Linked DNA regions of Rattus norvegicus: region 2 is linked to region 1. A link is a contact called in public Hi-C data. All regions are on one chromosome and are shown on one strand. Each heading gives the region's core, a stretch centred on a gene start, on an enhancer-like site or on the middle of the called end of the contact. The rest is flanking DNA. Distances are from core to core; before and after follow the strand shown. Region 1 holds the start of Zfp827 (zinc finger protein 827). Region 2 holds the start of Lsm6 (LSM6 homolog, U6 small nuclear RNA and mRNA degradation associated).

Region 1 (3,604 bases), core at 338-2,837:
GGAGAGAGCTTGGTGGGGGGGCGAGGGGGGAGCCCGAGAGGGAGTGGGGGAAAAGTTAAGAGTCTCGCAAAGAAAAGCGGGAGGGCGGCGCGGAGGGACCCGAGGCGCGGGTGGAGGAGGGGACGGGGACCCGGCCGCTCAGCCCGGCGCGAGTCTCCAGTTGGCGTGTGTGGCTAGGGCCAGGAGGACTGGGATGCACTTTAGTCGCGGACTCTGCTCCGGCTGGCCGGGGAGGGGGGTCTGCGAGCCCGCGTCGCCCCGGCTCCGTCTGCTCCGCCTGACCCCGCATTTTATTGCGGCCGGGAGCCCTGCTCCGCCCTCCCCTGGGCTCTGCAGGGACCTCGCGCGCCGCGCGCCGCCCTGGCTGCCTCGCCTCAGCCTCGGCGCGGCTCCCGCACCCCACATCCGCTCGGCTGCCCGGCCTCGCCCCCCGATCGGCCGCCCGCGCCCCCCGGCGCCCCCACACCCTCCTCGACCGCCCCTGGCTCCCCCTCCGCCGCCGCCTCCACCTCCGCCTCCAGCTCTAGCCGCCCGCGGCTCCGGGGCCGACCCACCCCGGCGCAACCTTTAGCCGGAGACCGACCTCTCCGGTCCCCAGCCCGGCGGGCGGCCGCAAGCCCTCGCCCTGACACCCCCCAATCGCCATGTCACGGCCTCGGCCCGGCGCGCGCCCCAACCCCGCACACCCGTGCACCGGGATCCACACGGAATTTCTTATTTTTTTTCAAGATTGCAACCTCTCCCACCTCCCCCCACCCGCGACAAAAACCCGGCATCCACACTACTCCCCTCCTCCCTCCTCTCGCCCCCTCCCCCGCAACCCGGAGTGAGGAGGGGGAGGGAAAGGGGGGAAAAGCCCGATCTCAAGGAAAAAAAAAGAGGGGGGCGAGCGAAAGAAAGAAAAAGAGAGAGAGAGAGAATAGAAAGGGCACGGGGCTGATCATCACCAACATGGCTGCCTCGGCATAGACCTAAACGAGGAGTAACCCTGGCTGTGTCTTTGTCAGTTTCACCTCTGTAACCCTAAACTAATGCAGAAAACAACGGCGGAGGCTGCGGAGGGGAAAGAGGAGAGGGAGGGCGAGAAAATGGCACGAGAGGAGGTGGAGAAGGGATGACTTACGTGAGGGAAGGCGCTTGGGCTGCTCCTGCTTCCTCCTGGGCATTTTCCCCCTTTTCTCACATTCTCCTCCTTGGTTAATGTGAGATCAAATAAACCCCCGTGGGGGCAGACAGGCAGACACTGGCAGGAGCGGGGAGGTAGTTGGGGGGCGGGCAGGGGGAAACCCCTTCTCTCCGGTGTGTGCAATGGGTTGAAGCTTGTTTCCTGGAGCCAGAAGAGGGGTTTTCTTCTTTTCTTTCCTTTCTTTCTTTCTTTTTTTTTTTTTCCTTTTTTTAAAAAAATTTTTTTTTGGTCGTGCACCTGGCTTGTCCCCGAGCGTAATATTCTTCAATGGAAACGGATCTAATAGGTGTGAGTGTGTGTGTGTCCTGTGCTCGCGTGTGATGGGAGGTATAAATAAATGAGCGCCGGTGCGGCGGTGTCTATGGCCGCGCGCTGTGTCTCCGAGCCCCTAACACTAATGTCGGGATCAAAGGGCAGCGGCGGCGGCAGCACAGCTCGCAGCTCGCTCTCTCGCTCTCCTCTCGCGCTCTCTCTCTCTGTCACACACACACTCACACACACACACACACACACACACACACACACAGAGGCACAGACTGAGGGAAAGAGCGAGAGCTAGACACACACGCGCGCGCGCACACCACACACACACACACACACACACACACACACACACACACACACACACACACACACACACACTCAGCAAAGAGGAAGGTGCCCTAAGGCTCTCAGGGCGGACTCAGCCTCGCATTTACAACTGCTCTGTCTGGAAAGAATGGGGGGCGCGCGTGCGGGGGTGGGATGGACTTCTTCGAATTTATCCCGCTAGTCGCCCAATCAAGGGGGGGTGGAAAAGTTACCCCCCCCCCGCTCTTGAAACATTATTTTACAGATTTTTTTTTTAAGGAAATAGGTTGCACTAACCACTTTCTTTTGTGTATTAAACTACGTTTGGTTCTGTATAAAATTCCCCAGGCTTTTGTAACTGAAAGATTGACTCTCTCGCCCCATCACCTTGAGTCTGGAGGATAACAGACTCTCGCACACGATCTTGAAACAGCCAATGAAAATAAATCTTTAAAAATAAAATAAAATAAAAATAAAAGATAGCATAGTGTAGGATCAGCGGATGGGTGGAATGGATGCACTAGTTTGGAGGGTCTGGTGGAGTTAACACTTGAAAATTCAGCCTAAACAAAAATTACAGGTCCTTAAGAAAGAGGGAAACTAAGATTAGGTCACCCGGAGGGTTGACTTGACTGCCAAGATATTCCTACAGTGCACACAGTGATCCTGACTTCTGTAATTCACTTTTCCCCACTCCTGCAACCCAGGTAGCTGAGGCTTACCCCCAAGCCGTTCTAGTGTGCAGTTTGAGCTCCTACAACAGTTTTCATTAAGCCACACACTTTCATTACTTCAGAAATCTCACATCCTGCTTCAAAGAGCCACATAAAGAGGAAAAACAGAAAAGGATGCGTCTCCTCACAAAAGATACTCGGCAAAGGGAACAGTTCTCTCTCTCTCTCTGACTGTAAGCCATGTGGATAGAAGTTCACTGGGAGGTTGTTAATGATTTAAAACTCCAAAATCTGCTACTATAATTGAAGTAAAAAAAAATGGCCTGAAGAAGAGCTGTTTCATAAAACTCTTTGTGAGGGGAAACTTTGAACTTGGTGGAATACATTATATGTCATGAGTCAGAGCTAAAAAGAAAAAGGTGCATTATTTAAACTACATCTTCCCATTTGAGCTTAAAAAAACCTCGACTCATCAACCTATTATGTTAAATATTTTCCTACCAATTTTTAAATAGGTATTTTCATCGAAGAAGGCGGAGCATAGTGAAGACACAGAAGTTTAAAATGGCATTCTATCAGGTGACATGAGTGACTGATGAGACTTAGAAGTCTCCAGTGGTGTTAAGGACAGACACTTGGGGGGTTTGGTTACGTTTCCTTTTTAAATGACAATAGCTTTATACAGTTTTCACTAGGAAATTGTAAAGGAGACTGTGTCTCCCAAAAGATGGCTTTCATAGTGAATTCTCAAGATGAACCCCTTCTTGTTGATGCCTACCAACATATTTGTCACCTCAAGATTGTGATGTTACTTGAAGCAGGCTTAAGTGCCGGCCGAAACAAGTGCCACATAAAACAATTAAGTTCAAACTGGAACATTAACCTGAAACCAATTCCAAAAAGAAAATGTTTTTAAATGGTAGTTAAAATCAGACATGGTGACCAATGCCTTTGATCCTAGCACTGAGGAGGCAGAGGCAGGCAGGTCCTGGTCTAAGGCCAACTTGGTCTAAATAGCAAACTCCAGACTAGTCAGGACTACAAGTGAGACTCTGTTTCAAAACAAACAAACAAACAAACAAACAAACACACAACAAAGGAAAAGAGGCAATTAAATGTCCCTGCGCTATGATTTGAAATAGCCTGTCTTTTCACTCAGATCAAGTCCTGTTTG
Region 2 (3,604 bases), core at 685-3,184, 210 kb after region 1:
AAGTAATGCATGACATGGCTGAGAGGAAGGCAGAGACAAAATGACTGAGCCCTGAGAGTGTTCCCAACAACATAAATAAGTATCTCTATAATGTTGTAAATGTGGGCACATATATTATGCATGTGTCAAAATTCATACAGTGTATATCGGGGGTACATCCTAATGTCAAACATAACCTCTGTATGGTAACACAGGCGTATTAATCATAGCATTGAGCTAAGTAAACTGAAGTAAGCTTTTCTGAATTATTTTTACAATGTTAAAAACTCTCCCTAATAAATTAACGTTATGCACAGGATTTTAAAGACTGGCTTTTGAACAGGAATCTGGGAGACATCTTGCACAAGTTTTTCTTGTAAACACAGTAAAAGTTGCTGGCAAGTGCACATGCGGAATGTGGAAAGCTGTCTGGTGTTTTGGTAAAGACCAGCTCTAAGCTGCTGGGAAGTTTCTTAGACTAACCACAGATTTATTCACTTGTTGGCCAACCATTTGCTGCCTTGGGACTTTATAGACCTGTCTCCTAAAAGACAGTAGCAAGTATTCTGCAGATGAACCAGGCCCCCAAAACTCTTCTCGCTGCCTGGTCACCGGCAAGACTGTCTGCACCACAGCTCTGTGGTAAGGTGACAGCAAGGTGACAGCAGCTATGCTTGTATCAGTCTCTACCCACCTAGCTCAGTCTACTGTATACTACACATATCATAATTCCGATCACTGAGAAATGCAGTATGTAATACAATTTGATCTCAAGTAGTCCAGGCTGATCTCAAACTCATTTTGTAGTGAGGATGACCTTGAATTACTGAGCTTCCTGCACTCATGCCTAGGTGCTAGGGTTACTGGTGTGCACCGGGATGCCTACCACTGTGGCACCAGAGACGTCCGTGCACACTAAACATGCATCAACTGAGCTAAATCCTTAGCCCCTAATTTGACTTATAAAGCAGTTTATTTTAGGCACAGGGCATAGCATACTCCTTCTTTAAATGTAACTTTACTTATGTTCCTAATTTTATATTTCAAGAGCCTAAAGTGCTGTTTCATCGAGGTCTGTAATTGTTTCATCTTGACATCAACTAGAATTTTACAGACAGATGGGAGGATGCTCCTGTTCTTTACCAAGTCTCACGCTGTTGTTCTCTCTCCGGGATATCAATCAAAGGCACTTAGAGAGGGGGAACCCGTTTTATGTCTCAGAAAACAGCCCTGCATCCTAGATCCTGTAACACTTAGTGGAATGCGTAACTGTTGTTTGAAGTTATTCTAACTTTGTTGACGGTTACACATCGGGAATGGAATTAAAATTTAAGATATAAATTAAAATATAAGGAGATCATGGTTGTAGAAGAAAAGAAATCAAGTCTTCCTGTGATCTTTTCCTTCCATAAATAGAAAGTATCCACTAAGAATTCATTCAGTATTCCAAACCAAGTTCCCATACAACACTAAAATAGTATCTGCATGCAATTTCCAGTTAAACTAATTTGTAATGTCTTCTTATAACTGATGCCATTATAATTCAGACGCTTTGAATTATTTATTATTTATTTTTGTTTCAACATTCCCATGGAAACAATCTATTCATACATTTAATTTATATGCAGAAGTCAGCTTGAGGGTTTGAGGCTTTTAACTTTTGTTTGCTTAAAATTATTTAAGACTATTTCTGGGTACTCAACTATGATTTTAAGGTTCTTTACTGTTTGAAAAAACCTCAAAAGATCACTTCTAGCTTTTGGTTGGTAGTTTTGCTTTAGTATTTGATTTTCTGGCAAAAGAGAAAACATCAGAATATCGGACGTTTACTTCAAGCTCTAGGTGCCAAATATGCCAGTAAACTAGCCGGTTCTCAGACGCAAGCTGGCTAGCGCGATAGAGTCTTTTTGATCCCGGCGGGTTGCCGTAGCCAAGGAGGACGCTGATTGGGTGAGGCGGGAAAATGCGCTGCCGGGGGCGGTTTCGGTTTTCGGCGCGCGCGTCCGCGGAGGCCCGGCCTGTGAGGGCTCCGGATCCCGCTGTAAGGTGAGCTTGCGGCCCGGGAGGGGTAGGTGGGCGCGGGTGAGCGCTCCGGGTGGGAGCGGCCAGCCTAGGCCGCGGATGGCCCGGGCTGGCGGGGAGCAGCTCGAGCCGTGGCCGGGCCTGCGCCCCAGTAGGCGCTCGCTCGTCCGGGCCACGCGGCCTCGCGTTGCCGGGCGCGCTCTCGTCGTGCGCGCGCTTCGCGCCGGTTGGACTGAGCGCCCGAGGTTACCGTGGCGCGAGACTTCGGCGCCTCCTCCACTCGCGAATCCGTGCGCGACGGAACGTCGTAAACGCGGACGAGCGGAGGAAATGGTCCCTACTGAACGCTTCAGCTCACCAACTCCCTTTCTCTTGTGTGGGCCGGTTTCTGTTTGAGCTAAAACCACCATTTCTTTTTTAAACCAGTTACCAGTACTTAGTTCTATACTTAGATTAAAATGAGACAAGTTGTGATTGTAAAGTTCTTTGGTCTTGTTTGGGCCCTCTGCTTTATTGCGTGGATCTCACAAATAATTCAGCTGTTTCCCTGACTGACACCTTTGGGTGTGAGTTTTTGATTCATTTTCGCATCCCGTGCGATACTGTGATGCCTTAACTTTTATTTCTCGAATTTTCCTCAATCATCAGCATAGACGGTTTTTGCACTTTGCGAGATTGATTTTTTTTTTTAAGTGTTGGTAATTTATCTGGTTCACGTATGTATGACGCTGGTTCTTCAAAATCGTGAAAGTGCCTGTTGTGTTTCTAAAGTAGCAACGCACAGCCTCTCTTTGGAATTGATAACTACTGGGAGTTTGAGGTTGCCGGATGTAGCTCAGTGTGTGTGTGCACGCGAATGTTACAGCACACATTAGTCAAATGCTGGAACAGGAAGAGACAGCCAGTAGTAACCATCTAGCCTAACTCCCTTATTTTGCAGATGAGCCTGGGGCCATGACAAGTGAAATGGTGATGAGTTACCTGAGATGCTAATTAAGTAACAGAGGAGATTAGAACTCAGGTTTCCTGCCTCCCAAGTGAGTACCCTTAACTACTACATCAGCTCTTCTCTCACTGAAGGGTGGCTTACTAGATAATAGAATTTCTTTTTAAAACGATTTTTGGGGGTTGGGGATTTAGCTCAGTGGTAGAGCGCTTGCCTAGGAAGCGCAAGGCCCTGGGTTCGGTCCCCAGCTCCGAAAAAAAAAAAAAAAGAACCAAAAAAAAAAAAAAAAAAACGATTTTTGTTTTGTTTGTTTTGTTTTTTTTAACTCCCTGGCTTGTTTTCTCCTTTTGGATTGAGGGACTGGAAAATAGAAAAGTCATGTTTTTGTGTCCAGCGCTAGAAAAAAAAATTTTTTTAGATGTCAACCCCTTCAACATTTTGATGATTGCTTCTAGTTTCCTCATTGCTGGGATAAAATACTTCTGATAGGTACAACCGTTATCCCTCCCAATACCAAAAAGTGCATGATGTTCAAGCTTCATCTGTGTTTGCATATAACCTGTGCGGTCTTCCTGTGTTCTTCACACCATGGCTAGATTACTCACAACGTGCCATTTAATGGAAGTGGTTGCAGTAGAGTATTGCTTAGGGAGTGAC

What was found. A called contact is a pair of places that touch in the nucleus more often than the background predicts.
Region 2: a contact with region 1 is called in a Hi-C map of Schwann cells, with 3 times the contacts expected there. The contact joins the promoter of Lsm6 here to the promoter of Zfp827 in region 1. A contact is called at or near these places in 3 of 12 Hi-C or Micro-C datasets (the A7r5 cell line, Schwann cells and mammary epithelial cells) and 1 of 1 datasets of contacts at active chromatin or transcription factors (oligodendrocytes).

The regions. Positions count from the first base shown.
Region 1 is chr19:45,789,875-45,793,478 of GRCr8, forward strand. Zfp827 (zinc finger protein 827) reads right to left here and starts at 1,588. Exons shown (of 15, transcript NM_001400944.1): 1 at 1,124-1,588. The coding sequence starts at 1,166.
Region 2 is chr19:46,000,658-46,004,261 of GRCr8, forward strand. It overlaps Lsm6 (LSM6 homolog, U6 small nuclear RNA and mRNA degradation associated), which reads left to right and starts at 1,935. Exons shown (of 5, transcript NM_001126085.1): 1 at 1,935-2,025; 2 at 2,942-3,038.